Regions from separate parts of the Ovis aries genome. Here region 2 is linked to region 1. The links are chromatin contacts, called in public Hi-C maps. All regions are on one chromosome and are shown on one strand. Each heading gives the region's core, a stretch centred on a gene start, on an enhancer-like site or on the middle of the called end of the contact. The rest is flanking DNA. Distances are from core to core; before and after follow the strand shown. Region 1 holds the start of LSM1 (LSM1 homolog, mRNA degradation associated). Region 2 holds the start of LETM2 (leucine zipper and EF-hand containing transmembrane protein 2).

Evidence for each region. A called contact is a pair of places that touch in the nucleus more often than the background predicts.
Region 2: a contact with region 1 is called in a Hi-C map of liver, with 4 times the contacts expected there. The contact joins the promoter of LETM2 here to the promoter of LSM1 in region 1. A contact is called at or near these places in 3 of 16 Hi-C or Micro-C datasets (blood, liver and skin fibroblasts).

The regions. Positions count from the first base shown.
Region 1 is chr26:32,441,929-32,447,837 of ARS-UI_Ramb_v3.0, forward strand. LSM1 (LSM1 homolog, mRNA degradation associated) reads right to left here and starts at 2,767. Exons shown (of 4, transcript XM_004021778.5): 1 at 2,550-2,767. The coding sequence starts at 2,595. BAG4 (BAG cochaperone 4) reads left to right here and starts at 3,113. Exons shown (of 5, transcript XM_015104605.4): 1 at 3,113-3,417. The coding sequence starts at 3,148.
Region 2 is chr26:32,618,077-32,623,985 of ARS-UI_Ramb_v3.0, forward strand. It overlaps LETM2 (leucine zipper and EF-hand containing transmembrane protein 2), which reads left to right and starts at 3,410. Exons shown (of 7, transcript XM_060407157.1): 1 at 3,410-3,929; 2 at 5,116-5,196. The coding sequence starts at 5,150.

The DNA of each region.
Region 1 (5,909 bases), core at 1,517-4,016:
AGAGAAACTGTATCTAGCTGGAGATATGAGTTGGACTTTAAGGTGAAAGTGAAGTTGCTCAGTTGTGTCCGACTCTTGGCAACCCCACGGACTATAGCCTACCAGGCTCCTCTGCCCATGGGATTTTCCAGGCAAGAGTACTGGAGTGGGTTGCCATTGCCTTCTCCAATGGACCTTAAAAGGGGTAGATAATTTTTGGCCATGGGAAGAGTGACAGGGACTGGAAGGGGGAAATCTGTAATTTAGGCAGAAGAAAAGGGAGCTGTGTATCCGGATGTGTGGCTAAAAGTTGAGGGTGTGAAGGGAATAGGAGATGAAGTCAGAAAAGTACTGGGAGCAGGCTGAGTTTGGATGTGCCTTCATGGGGAACAAGACAACTCTGAAGATTCAACTGGTTGAAAAAGAGAGAATGGTTTTGAGGCTATTACCAGAGTCTAAGACATGAAGAAGAGACCTGAAGCAGGGCAGAGATGGGACGGGAGAGGCTGAGAGGATCAAGACACTGCAGTTATAAGGGATGGAATCGGTCAACCAAGTGTGTTTGTATATGTGGATATGTGTGTGAGAGAGTGGGAAGCTGAAGAGATGGGTTAAAGATGATGCAGGAATTTTGAGTCATCTTGTCAGGGAGGACTATGTACCAAAAGTTAGGAGTGAAAGAAGCAAGATCCCATGAAAGGTGTTTTGCTGTTGTGATTCTCAAGTGGTATCAAGACACCTGTGCAGAAACGTCAGCTGGCAACTGGAGATCTAAGACTGGAAGGCCAAAGAGCAATTTTTGATATGCCCACAAAGAGGTGATATCATTATTAAAGTCCAGGAACTCTCCTAGAGATTTAAAGAAAGCAGCAGCCAAAGATGGAACCTAGGGGTCCATTTATTTTAGGGAACAATAACTGTTGCAGAGATAAGAAAATCAAGGACCAGTGTTGGAAAAATCAAGAAAATGAAGAATCCTATGATGATGGCATCACAGCGCCAAAAAGGGGAAGGAATGCATTAGACAGATGTCTTTTAAGATTGCAGTTTCAGTAGTGTGTTGACAAAAAAATCTGATTGTAGGGTGACAGAGGTGGTCTACTCCAGGTAGCCAGGAAATAGTTAAAATGGGAGATGATTTAAGAGGTTTGGGGGTACAGATGTGAAAAAAGGAATGGGAATTTGATGGTGAAATATAACTGAAAAAAAATACGACAGACAAGAACATACATGAAGGGGAGCAAGAAATATGAGAGAAAAAGGGTATTAATGGATTCCAGAAGCAGCTGGAAGGAAAAATAAATAAGACACAGACTGAAAGGGAGGAATACTTCCAACTGAGATGACAGGATGGGTGAAAATACAGGAAGACTGAGGAGAGAGGAGGAAAGTGTGTGTGTGTGTGTTGCACTGAAGGCTGCGTATGAAATGATTTGAAACCATTCAGTAGAGGAGGAGCTTGGAATCTGCAAAATGGGGTTAGAGACTTGAGAAAAACAATTATTTTTGTTAGAATGGCAGGATGTGCTAGGGATCTCAAATAACTCAGATACATAACTAGAGAGGTGAGGGCACCATCCTCAAGACAACTAGAATTAAAGATTTCATTACATGTTACAGACAGGCCTGTACAGTGGTTATTCACACATGAATTTGATCCAAGCTACACTACATTCCCTTCAGTAGCAAAATCACTAATTTGGATCTGAAGAGTGATTTCAGAGAATAGGAAGAGGATTTCATCACAAATTCACTCTTTACATACACAGTAACTGCAGAAAATTGCTGAACTTGTTTGGAACTGTGTGGTAAATGTTTCACAGCAATTACAAGTTAATGAGACAGATCACACAATTGGCACAACTTTAAAAAGTGTTGTTTTAGGAGTAATTCACAGATGAGAGTTTGGAAAAACAAAAGACATCTGATACAACCGAGCTCTTCTTCAGGATAGTGACTTGGAATAAGGGAGGTCTTAACAGCAAGAGAAAACTAACAGAGGAAAAAAAGTAAATTTGAAGTGACTCAGTCTTTCTGGAAAAGTCACTACCTAGTCTGAAAAGCTAAATACTCTCAAACGGTTAAAAGACTGCAAACGGCCACACAGTATAAACCCTACGTTTAGTGCTAATTAAGTCCAACTGCTGTTGTATTACTATTTTCGTTTCTGCAAGAACCCTTTTTCTGAGAATTCTCATTCATCCACCCAGTAACCACCTGGTACTTCGAAATACCACAGGTGGGAGACGATGGACCGGGGAAACGGTAACCTTCACATGTGCGCTTCAGCAGCCGCAACTCTGAAAAGCAGAAATGAATTCTACAGCTTGCCCGGTAGATACGGTGGAAGCTGCGAGAGGCGGGATACAGGCAGGAGGGGATAAAGTGGCAAACGGTGTGTCCCGTGACTCCCGCATCCTGCGAGGATGCCAACGCCGGAAGTCCAGAACTGGACTAAATACACACCGCCCCCGGCCCGGACTCATTCTATCAGCTTCCTCCTTAAGAGGTACCCTCCTGGGAGGAAGAGTTTCACCCTAGACTTCACTCTGAGGAGATGAACTACTCACTGTCGATGTCCTCGATGAGGCTGGCGGTGCCAGGCATATAGTTCATTTTGAGTCGAGACAGAGCTGCAGCGTATAGCGGCGGTGGGCCAGCGCGTCCCACACCTCCTTCCTCCCACCGCGGCCGCCGCCTTTGCGGGACCGGGACAGGAACCGGACCCGGACAAACGCCGCCGCCCCGGCTTTCAGTAGCCGGGGCCTGCCGGAAACGCCGCCATGTTACCCCACCCACTTCCGGCACCACGTCCCCGCCCTCAGGAAGAGGCGGGACAGTTCGTGTGGTTTCCCCCGCCCCAGGATATCCTTTACATATCCCTGACGAGAAGGGGAAGAGGAGTCTAGGCTGCACGGACAGTGCGGAGGTGCGTTCTCCCTTTTAAGGAACGCTCGTTCTCCTGCTTCTTAGACCCCAGAGTCACGGACAGCCGCCCTCGTCCTCTTAGGACGCGGAAGTGAAGGGGGGTGGGATCCTGCCTAGCATTGGCTGTTGCAGGCCGACCCCCTTTCCCTGTGGTCCATTCACGCTCCCCCGTCGGCGCCTGCGCGGTGGGCCGGCCGTGAGGGGCGGGGGGCCGGGAAGCGCCTGGGGGCGGCAGAGCCCATGTCGGCCTTGAGGCGCTCGGGCTACGGCCCCAGTGACGGCCCGTCTTATGGCCGCTACTACGGGCCTGGGGGTGGAGATGTGCCGGTGCACCCGCCTCCGCCCATCTACCCCCCGCGCCCCGAGCCTCCCCAACCTCCCATTTCCTGGCGGGGACGCGGGGGCGGCCCGGCGGAGACCACCTGGCCGGGGGAAGGCGGAGGAGGCGATGGCTACTACGCGTCTGGAGGCGCCTGGTCAGAGCCGGGTCGTGCTGGTGGAGGCCACCAGGTGAGCTTTGCGCCACCGGTCCCCAGGGTGGAGTGGGGGGGTCCGATAGGGGAATCTTTGGGGGTGAGGGCCATTGGGATTGATACAGCTCCCAAGAGTTCGTAATGAATTGGGTTTCGTGCGTTTTCCTAATACGGCTTTGGAGAGACAAGAGACTAGGATCGTCGGTGGGGGTATATGCTTGTGTTTTCTTTGCCCCTCCTCTTGCGCTTCAGCCGTAATAAATATCTTCTTACCAGGAAAAACATCCTGCGCTGAACCTGCTGAGTAGCAGGCTGCGAATCTCTCGTCTTGGGGACGAGGTTGGGCTGGAGTGACCTGGCTTTGCTTTTCCAGTCCTCACAATTTATCCTGCGTGGTTCGTGGGGGCCGCCTCTCTCCGAGGAGGGATGTGGCTGCAGCCCCCTCCCGCTGGGAAGGAACGCCAAGGAAAGGGAGGGATCTGGGCATTTAGCCCTTTGCCCCTAAAGCATTGCCCGGTATTGAATCACCGATCATCATCAGTGTTGGAAAGCACCTGTCCGTGGGTTGTATGTAATCTTAACGGTGACTGCAACGTAGATGTCATCACAGCGTCCCTGTTTTACGGTGGAAGAACTGCTGACAGTGAAAGGTTAACTCACTTGCTCAATATATTCAGACCTCTGACATTTTATTCTGTGTCGTCGTGCCGGAAATATACTTCTGTTTGTTAATGCAATATTCTTCATAGAGGATTACGGTTCTATGGTGAGGGCACACCTCTCCTTGTCTTCAGGAATTATAACATTCTCATTGGTTGAAATGTAATAATGAAATTCCCAGACATTGCTGGTGGAAATGTAAAATGGTTCAGTGTTTTGGAAAACGGTTTGGCAGTTCCTAAAAACGTTACAGTGTACTGTTAGCAAGCCTGCTGCTAGATACATACCCAAGAGAACTGAAAACGTGTCCGCATAAGATCCTGTACACACATGTTCATAGCAACTTTATTTATAATAGCCAAAAAAGGGAAATATCCCAAATGCTCATCAACTGAAGAATTGTTAAAATATAGTATATTCATACCCCTGGAGGGAATGGCAACTCACTCCAGTATTCTTGCTTGGAGAATCCCTATGGACAGAGGAGCCTGGTGGGCTACAGCGCGTAGCATCGCAAAGAGTCGGACAGGACTGGAGGACTAAGCATAGCACAGCTCAGTGTATTTATACAATGAAATTATTTAGCCATAGAAAATAATGAAGTACTAGACATTCTGCAAATGGATGAACGTTGAAAATGTGCTACATGGATGAAGACACAAAGACCAAATATTGTATTATTCCATTTTTTGGATAATTCCAGGATATAGAAATCTGTAGAAAATTTTATTGTTTCCAGGGGCTGTGGACCTGGGGACACTGAGAAAGATAGATAAAGGGTATGGGGTTTCCTTTGAGGATGATGAAAATATTCTGAATTTAATGACGATAACTGCGCAAGTCTGAGTATATTAAAACCATGAATTGTACACTTGAAAAGGGTGAGTTTTATGGTATGTTATATCTTTAAAAAATGGTGTGAGAAAAAACATGTAGTGAGAGGTTAATTGTTAAGGAAGGTCCATAATTTTTCTGTCTAAATCTGGAATAAGGAGCCGTGGGATTTTGGTCCCATGACGGAGTGGCATGATGAAATACTTGGTCTGTAAGTAGGCAAACTAGACTGAGGCTCACTTGAAGGGATAGAGAGGCCTGCTGAGCTGAGGACTCTGCCTGGACTTGCTGTGGTATCAAAACAAAAATATGTTTTGGTTTTGGTTAGGGTTAGAGAGGACTTCCTAGGTGGCTCAGCAGTAAAGAATCCGCCAGTTTCGATCCCTGGGTCGGGAAAATCCCCTGGAAAAGGAAATGGCAACCCACTCCAGTGTTCTTGCCTGGGAAATCCCATGGACAGAAGAGCCTAGCGGGCTACAGTCTGTGGGGTCTCAAAAGAGTTGGACATGACTTTGTGACTTTTTTTTTTTAAGGTTAGAGAAGTTAAGATTTCAGTGTCATGCAGGGAGTTGTTAGGTATGGTGGAATACAGGTGTGCACACAGGTGGGTGATGGTGCTAGAGGGGTGGAAGATAAAGCTGGAATGTGTAATGGGCATTTGTAAATCATTTCAAGAGTCTTTCAGGTGGATATTTCTGAAACTCAAAAAGTATCGGATGATAATTTCTTAGGCAGCAGTAGGGAACTAATACAAAAGGTAAACGTGATGTCCTACATACTGCAAATGTCTTTTCTAAATTTGTGGCTTGCCTTTTGACTTTTTTGTGGTTTTTGACATATGTTTTGCAGTTTTATATAGTCAAACATGTCAGACTTTAAAAAGGTATAGTTCAGTCGCTCAGTCGTGTCTGACTCTTTGCGACCTCATGAATTGCAGCACGCCAGGCCTTCCTGTCCATCACCAACTCCCGGAGTTCACTCAAACTCACGTCCATCGAGTCGGTGATGCCATCCAGCCATCTCATCCTCTGTCGT
Region 2 (5,909 bases), core at 2,160-4,659, 180 kb after region 1:
AGAGACAGGAAGGCGCGATGCGGAGGCCGAGTGAAAAACAAAACAAAACTAGAGGACGGGGTGGAGGTTGGGCCTGTGAGGCCAAAGTGTGCTCGTGCGTGTTCTCTGATGCTTGAGGAGATAACAGCGTCTGTCAGTCACCCGATGGCAGAACTCCTCGGGGTGACACCGCGAGGCCGTCCCCAGACCTTAGAAATCCCCCTGCAGACGGGCGCCCGGTTGATAAAAATGAGCGGGGCGTGGGGGGGGGGGGGTGCGGAAGGGAGACAGATATCTGTGCCTCCCTAACTGGCTCCCGCCCGACCGCTGTCAAAGAGGAGCTCCGCGTCCCACCCGGCGGTCTCAGACCGGAGCCCGTTGGGGGCCAGGCCCGGACGGTAGTTCTCCTCAGACGCCTCCCGGGCAGGCCTCGGGGCCCCGCACGCCCGCTTCCTGCTCGCCCCGCGGGCCCGGAGGCTTGTGGGTAATGGGGGGGAAAGGCGGCGCAGCCCGCACCCCGATCCCGAGGGCTCCCCGCCCATCACGTGCCGGGCCCTCGCCTGCTCGCCGGCCACACCTCCGCTTTGAGGGATGGGCGCGTTTGTCCTCGTCCAAGCTCACGCACGCAGGAAGGAGAGGGAGGAAGCGGGAGTCGAGATTCTCTGTTACCCTATATCCACCTCCCCCCTCATCCTAGGAAACTTATATGAAACAATAGAAGGTCTCAGGTGCGTGACACGGTAAACGAGTCTTGCAGGAATGTGACTGTTTGGTGATATTTCCTGGGGCCTGGGGATAATGACTTAGGACGCGGCAGCGCAGACGTGAATGTACAAAGGAAACACAGGCAGCGAGATGAGGAAACCAGTACTCGGTTCTGAGAATCATGAAGTCAAATCACCCACTAGACGTTAGACTCTCCACCGACGTTACAGTACAGGACCTTTTTGGTACTGTTACGGGCAATTCCTGCTATCTTATTATCTGTAAATACCACTTAAACAGGAAAATTTTCAAGTCCTACATATCAATGGTTTTCATGGTTACTAATTATGGATTCGTTTTTAAAAAGCACCAGCCAAAAAAATAAAAAAATAAAAGGACCAGCCTGTTAATAATGCTGTTATGATATTCAGAACTAAGCATCTCCATTACCATCCGTAACTATTTATACACCTATACTTGTGTGGTTGCTATGCTTGTGATTCCAGAAGTTAAGGAATCAATCAAAGCACATTTTTCTTTGTTTTAAATGTCTTTTTAGAACACAAGTCTCCAAAGGGGATTTGTGAACTTATTTCAAATGTTTGATTCTATCTCCTGGAAAGAGAGGTTAAATTGGTCTCTCTTTTTTTTTAACTTTCCTAAGATCCTTTCTACCTAATCTTCTTTTCCACCTTCCTGTATCTTTCTTGCTTTGTTGATAAGCGATTTCCTTGGCCTGACACTTGGATTGTCCCCTTGAGGAGAATGTGGAAAATTATTCCCAGGGATTTTATTTTAATCTGCTTCTAAAGCTGTGCTGTCAGGAGTTTAAATTTATGTGAAGTAAATGCACAGTCTCTTCCTACATAAGATATACATTGTCAGTAATATTTGGTCTGGAGCCATATTTAGGGAAATAACTTAAAAATAATTTCTATTTTTAGCATCTAACATGAGGTTCAGAACATGCTTTCTCTTCTTCATAGAAAGTGAGCAAATAGCTCATTAAGAAAGCAACCTACAATTCTCAGGGCCAAGGTTAGGGAGAAAAAAAATTGTTTTTCTCTTCTGAAGATTATATTAAGAAACTCATTACATGATAAATAACTTATCCTGAAAGTAAGAAAAAACCCACCAGGTCTGGTAACAGAAGGCAGACACTGCTTTGAACCAATGGATTTCAATAGGGAAGATTCTTAACCCTTCCCTTTTTAAAATGTGATTGCTGACATATGGCCATGGTAGAAAGTCTAGCTCATCTTTCAAATACTGGGTTTGGAATCGCTCGTCTGGTTTATGAATACTTAATGATTTTCACTGTGCCTGGTTGTAAATGAATACAATGCATGAATAAGAATAATTTCCCGGTATAAAATGTCTCCCAGGGAACTGAGAGGAATATTTTTACATCTTTTATGATCTTTTGCAGAAAAGTACATGTGCATGATAATGCAGTGATTAATTTATGAAATTAATGTGAAAAGTATACCTACCTAGCCTTTTAGAGTTCAAAATTTACCATTGGGAATTTTCAGGGAAGGAAAGGTACAGAAACCAAAGCTTTATAGATTTTAATTCTAGAATACATAGAACATTAAGGGAAGCCTTTATGTGGAAAGTTGGCCATCAGACATGCACAATGGGCCCTCTAGTGGCCACACCGAAAAGTTTTGCCCATTTAACATAGTTGATCTATTTGGTTATTAGTTAAAAAACAATGCTTTGTGGATTAAAAGCTGCCTTCATTTTTTTTAAAGAATGAAATTTTATACCTGTCAGCTTTTATTCTTACAAATGCGCAGCCCAGATGAGTAAAGTTTGTAGTCAGTTACATGTTAAGAGAAGCCTTCGTGTGAAAGTGATTCCTTCCTGTCTGGTGTTAGTCAAAGGAGACCCACCAAAATTGTGTTTTCTTTCTAGAGTCAGATAAAATAGATGGGTAGAGATAACTGGGGAGCGAAAACATTTTTACATGTTTCACGTTCCCAAAATGACTCAGTTCCCTAACCTGGGAACTGAAGTGCCCCCAAACCTGCAGTGCTAATGTCACCGCATGACTACTATAATATACATTTTAAATACTGAGATTTCTACACTATTGAACATAAACAATGTCTGTTAAGAGAACATTAATAAAGCAGTTTTCTTTAGTGGAATTCATATTTCCATATGCAGATTTCACAATATTCCAGTTTTTGACCCTAGAGATAGGAGAGGAATGTTTTCCTCACCATTCCCGCCCTTTCTGCCATTCCCTCTCCCTGCTATTTTCCCCGCCCTCAGTGGCGGAGTTGGAAGGTGGAGGGGGATACATCAAAGTGATGTAATTGGTGACTCCCAGATGGTTACCATGGCGACTATCAGGCATATTATGCTACTGGTAGAGTAAGAGCTTCTTCCATTTAGTCTTCAAGAAAGGGTTTTGGGGGGTGGGTGGCGGACGGATGAGAATCCACAGCCTACAGAAGACGGACAGGCCGGGTTGAGTCTCCCAGCAGACAACTCCTTAAACTAAACCCCGTAGACTAGTCGTTTCTCCGGTGGGAACCGGACTTCGCTGCCTCCTGAGCTGCCACCGCGAAGGACGCTCTGGCGCCCCAGAATCTGCGAGCTGATTGGCGGGTAGTGTCGTCACTCACAGTGACGTGATGGAGGAGGAAAGAGGTGGAGCCATAGAGACTTGGCTTCTGGCCCTTCTAGCTGGGGGAGCCGGGGGAGGAGGGGCATTGGGAAGGCACTGGAGGACTGAGGCAGCCGTTCCGGGAGCCGGCCGGAGGAGGTAGGGGCGGGCGGGCCAAGTCCTCAGGCTGTTACTCGGTGGATCGCGCCCGCCTGTTTTCCGCCGGAGCCCGCTCCCCTCCGTATCCTGCTCCTCCCATCGGCGCCCAGATTTCCCCACATCTTCCAGGCCCCACCCCGCTCTCTCCTCAGCCCCTGACCTCGGTCCCCTACCCGCGCCCCAACTTTTGAGATCAGCCTCCACCCACCGCTCCTTCTGTGCTTCATTTCCTCATTTCTTTTCCGCACCCTGCACCCCGATGCTCCTCGCCTTCCTTCCATAAATTCGGACCGCCAAAGCTCGTGGTCCACTGCCTGCACCATCCCCTTTCCAAAAAAACAAAGACCCCCCCCCCGACCCTACCACATCAAACACAGCCCATCAACGCACAAGGCGCACAAAAGCCATCTGCTGGGGAAGCCGAGGGCGCCTTTTGCCCCAGTGTCGCCGAGAATCAGAGGCAAAGGTAACCCAGAGAGCCTGAGGTCCGGGTGAGCTAGAGGCATGGTGCGGAAGGGCAGGCGGGGCTCGCCGACGGCCCCGCCCCCTCCCCGCCTCGGCCCCGCCCCGCCTCGGCCCGGATCCTGACCCTCCCCGCCTCGGCCCCGCCCCGCCTCGGCCTCGGCCCCTCCCTCCTGGGAAGTGGTTGCTCAGAGCAGATTAACTGTCCCCCTCCAACTGGAGACGACATGCCCTTGGTCTGGGTTCAGATGTTCTGGAGTATCATTTGAATTCTTGTTCAAGACGTCAGCTCTATGGTTTCCGACCAGGAGGGACTGGAACTCCTTTCCCAGCAGTTGGAAAACTGTTGACAGTGTGAGAAACTAATTCCCTTGCTGTCTTTGGCTGAAAAGCGCCGGTAGGATGGTCAAAAATTTTGGGAAAGCTTATTTAAAGGTTTAAAGCTCAGTTTGGGTTTCCCCTGTGGCTCAGCTGGTAAGGAATCCGCCTGCAAGGCGGGAGACCTGGGTTCGTTCTCTGGGTTGGGAATATCCCCTGGAGAAGGTAAAGGCTACCCACTCCAGTATTCTGGCCTGGAGAATTCCATTGACTGTATAGAGACACGACAAAGAGACACGACTTTCACTTGGGCTCTTTAGAGAATCGTTAGCGTAGGAAACCAGGCTTCCTCCACTTTTGAATTATTGGTAGGTATCTTGCATATTTTCACTGATGAGTATTTTCAGTCTTTAAAGGTTTGGCAGCAGCTTGGCCAAGTAAGGAGTAAAGATAATTGAAAACAAATGCAGAAAATTTACTGTCTACTTGTAATTTTAGGCTACAAATAAGTGTGTCTTGATCAGTTTCTTAGACACTTGGCAACCATTCAAGTAAATTACTAAGTACTATTTACCATAAATCAAAATATCCTCGAAGACCATATCATCATATGAACATCATTGTATTAGAGATCATTTCTATGTGTGGGGATCTAAAAGTACCATTCTCAAATCCAGGGCTAAGAAAATATTACTCCTGATTGGTGGAAATTCAAGAATGAAATTGGAAATGAACTTGAGGGAGATTTTACACTTTGAATAGAATATGCAAATTTTCTACCCTTGAAGTAGTTGATAACACTTAAATCCTGGTGTCTGAATAACCGATATGTTTTTAAGGTATTGAATTGTTTACTTACTCCTTCTGCCCAGGTCCCTATGTTGACTCGTTGAAAAAAATATAAATATGGCCTTCTACAGTTATAAAACAGTCTTAGCTATTGCCCGGACAAGGTAAGCCTTGGGATTCCCTCCTCCTTCCACTATTTATATGAACCTTATTTTTCTAGATGGAAAAGATACATGTAAAAGGATAGACTCAGTACACAATTAAAGCTTTCTTGGTTTTAATTGTGTTGGCTTTTAGGAAGCAGGCATTTTAATGTATTTAAACTTACCCAGATTTTCTGTATGCTTTAGAACTCAAGCTGAATAATTTTGTAAAAGTGTGGAACAGGTAAGATAGAAAATGTGAATGGCTTTAGAGTGACACCACTGTAACTGATGAATGCTACATGTAGCCCTTATATGTAAAAAGGAGTAAAATGGCTGGCAAGCAAGCCAATCCTAGGGCTTATACCTGCCCCAGTAAGGTCTGTTATCACTTACTTATTCCAAAGAATATTCACTGAGGACTTACTGTGTGCCAAATACATTGTACATTTTCCCTTTGGGCCATTCAAAAAGTGCTTTATCTTGGCAAAAATAGTCTGAAGGAATGGAAAAAGCCATCTCTTTGCGAAAAGAAATCTCTTTGCCAGAAACTTTCTTTTACCTAGCTGGGTCTTATTTTTATTTTCAAATAATCTGATGTGTCAGTTTAGCTGAAGATTGTGAGTTGTTGCAAAACTGGAATGTAGAGATCCCTGACTGGGGAGCCTAATTCTAATTCTTATTCCCAACATTCCTTAGGAATCTTAGGTGAATAACATTTCAGCTGTAAGTCC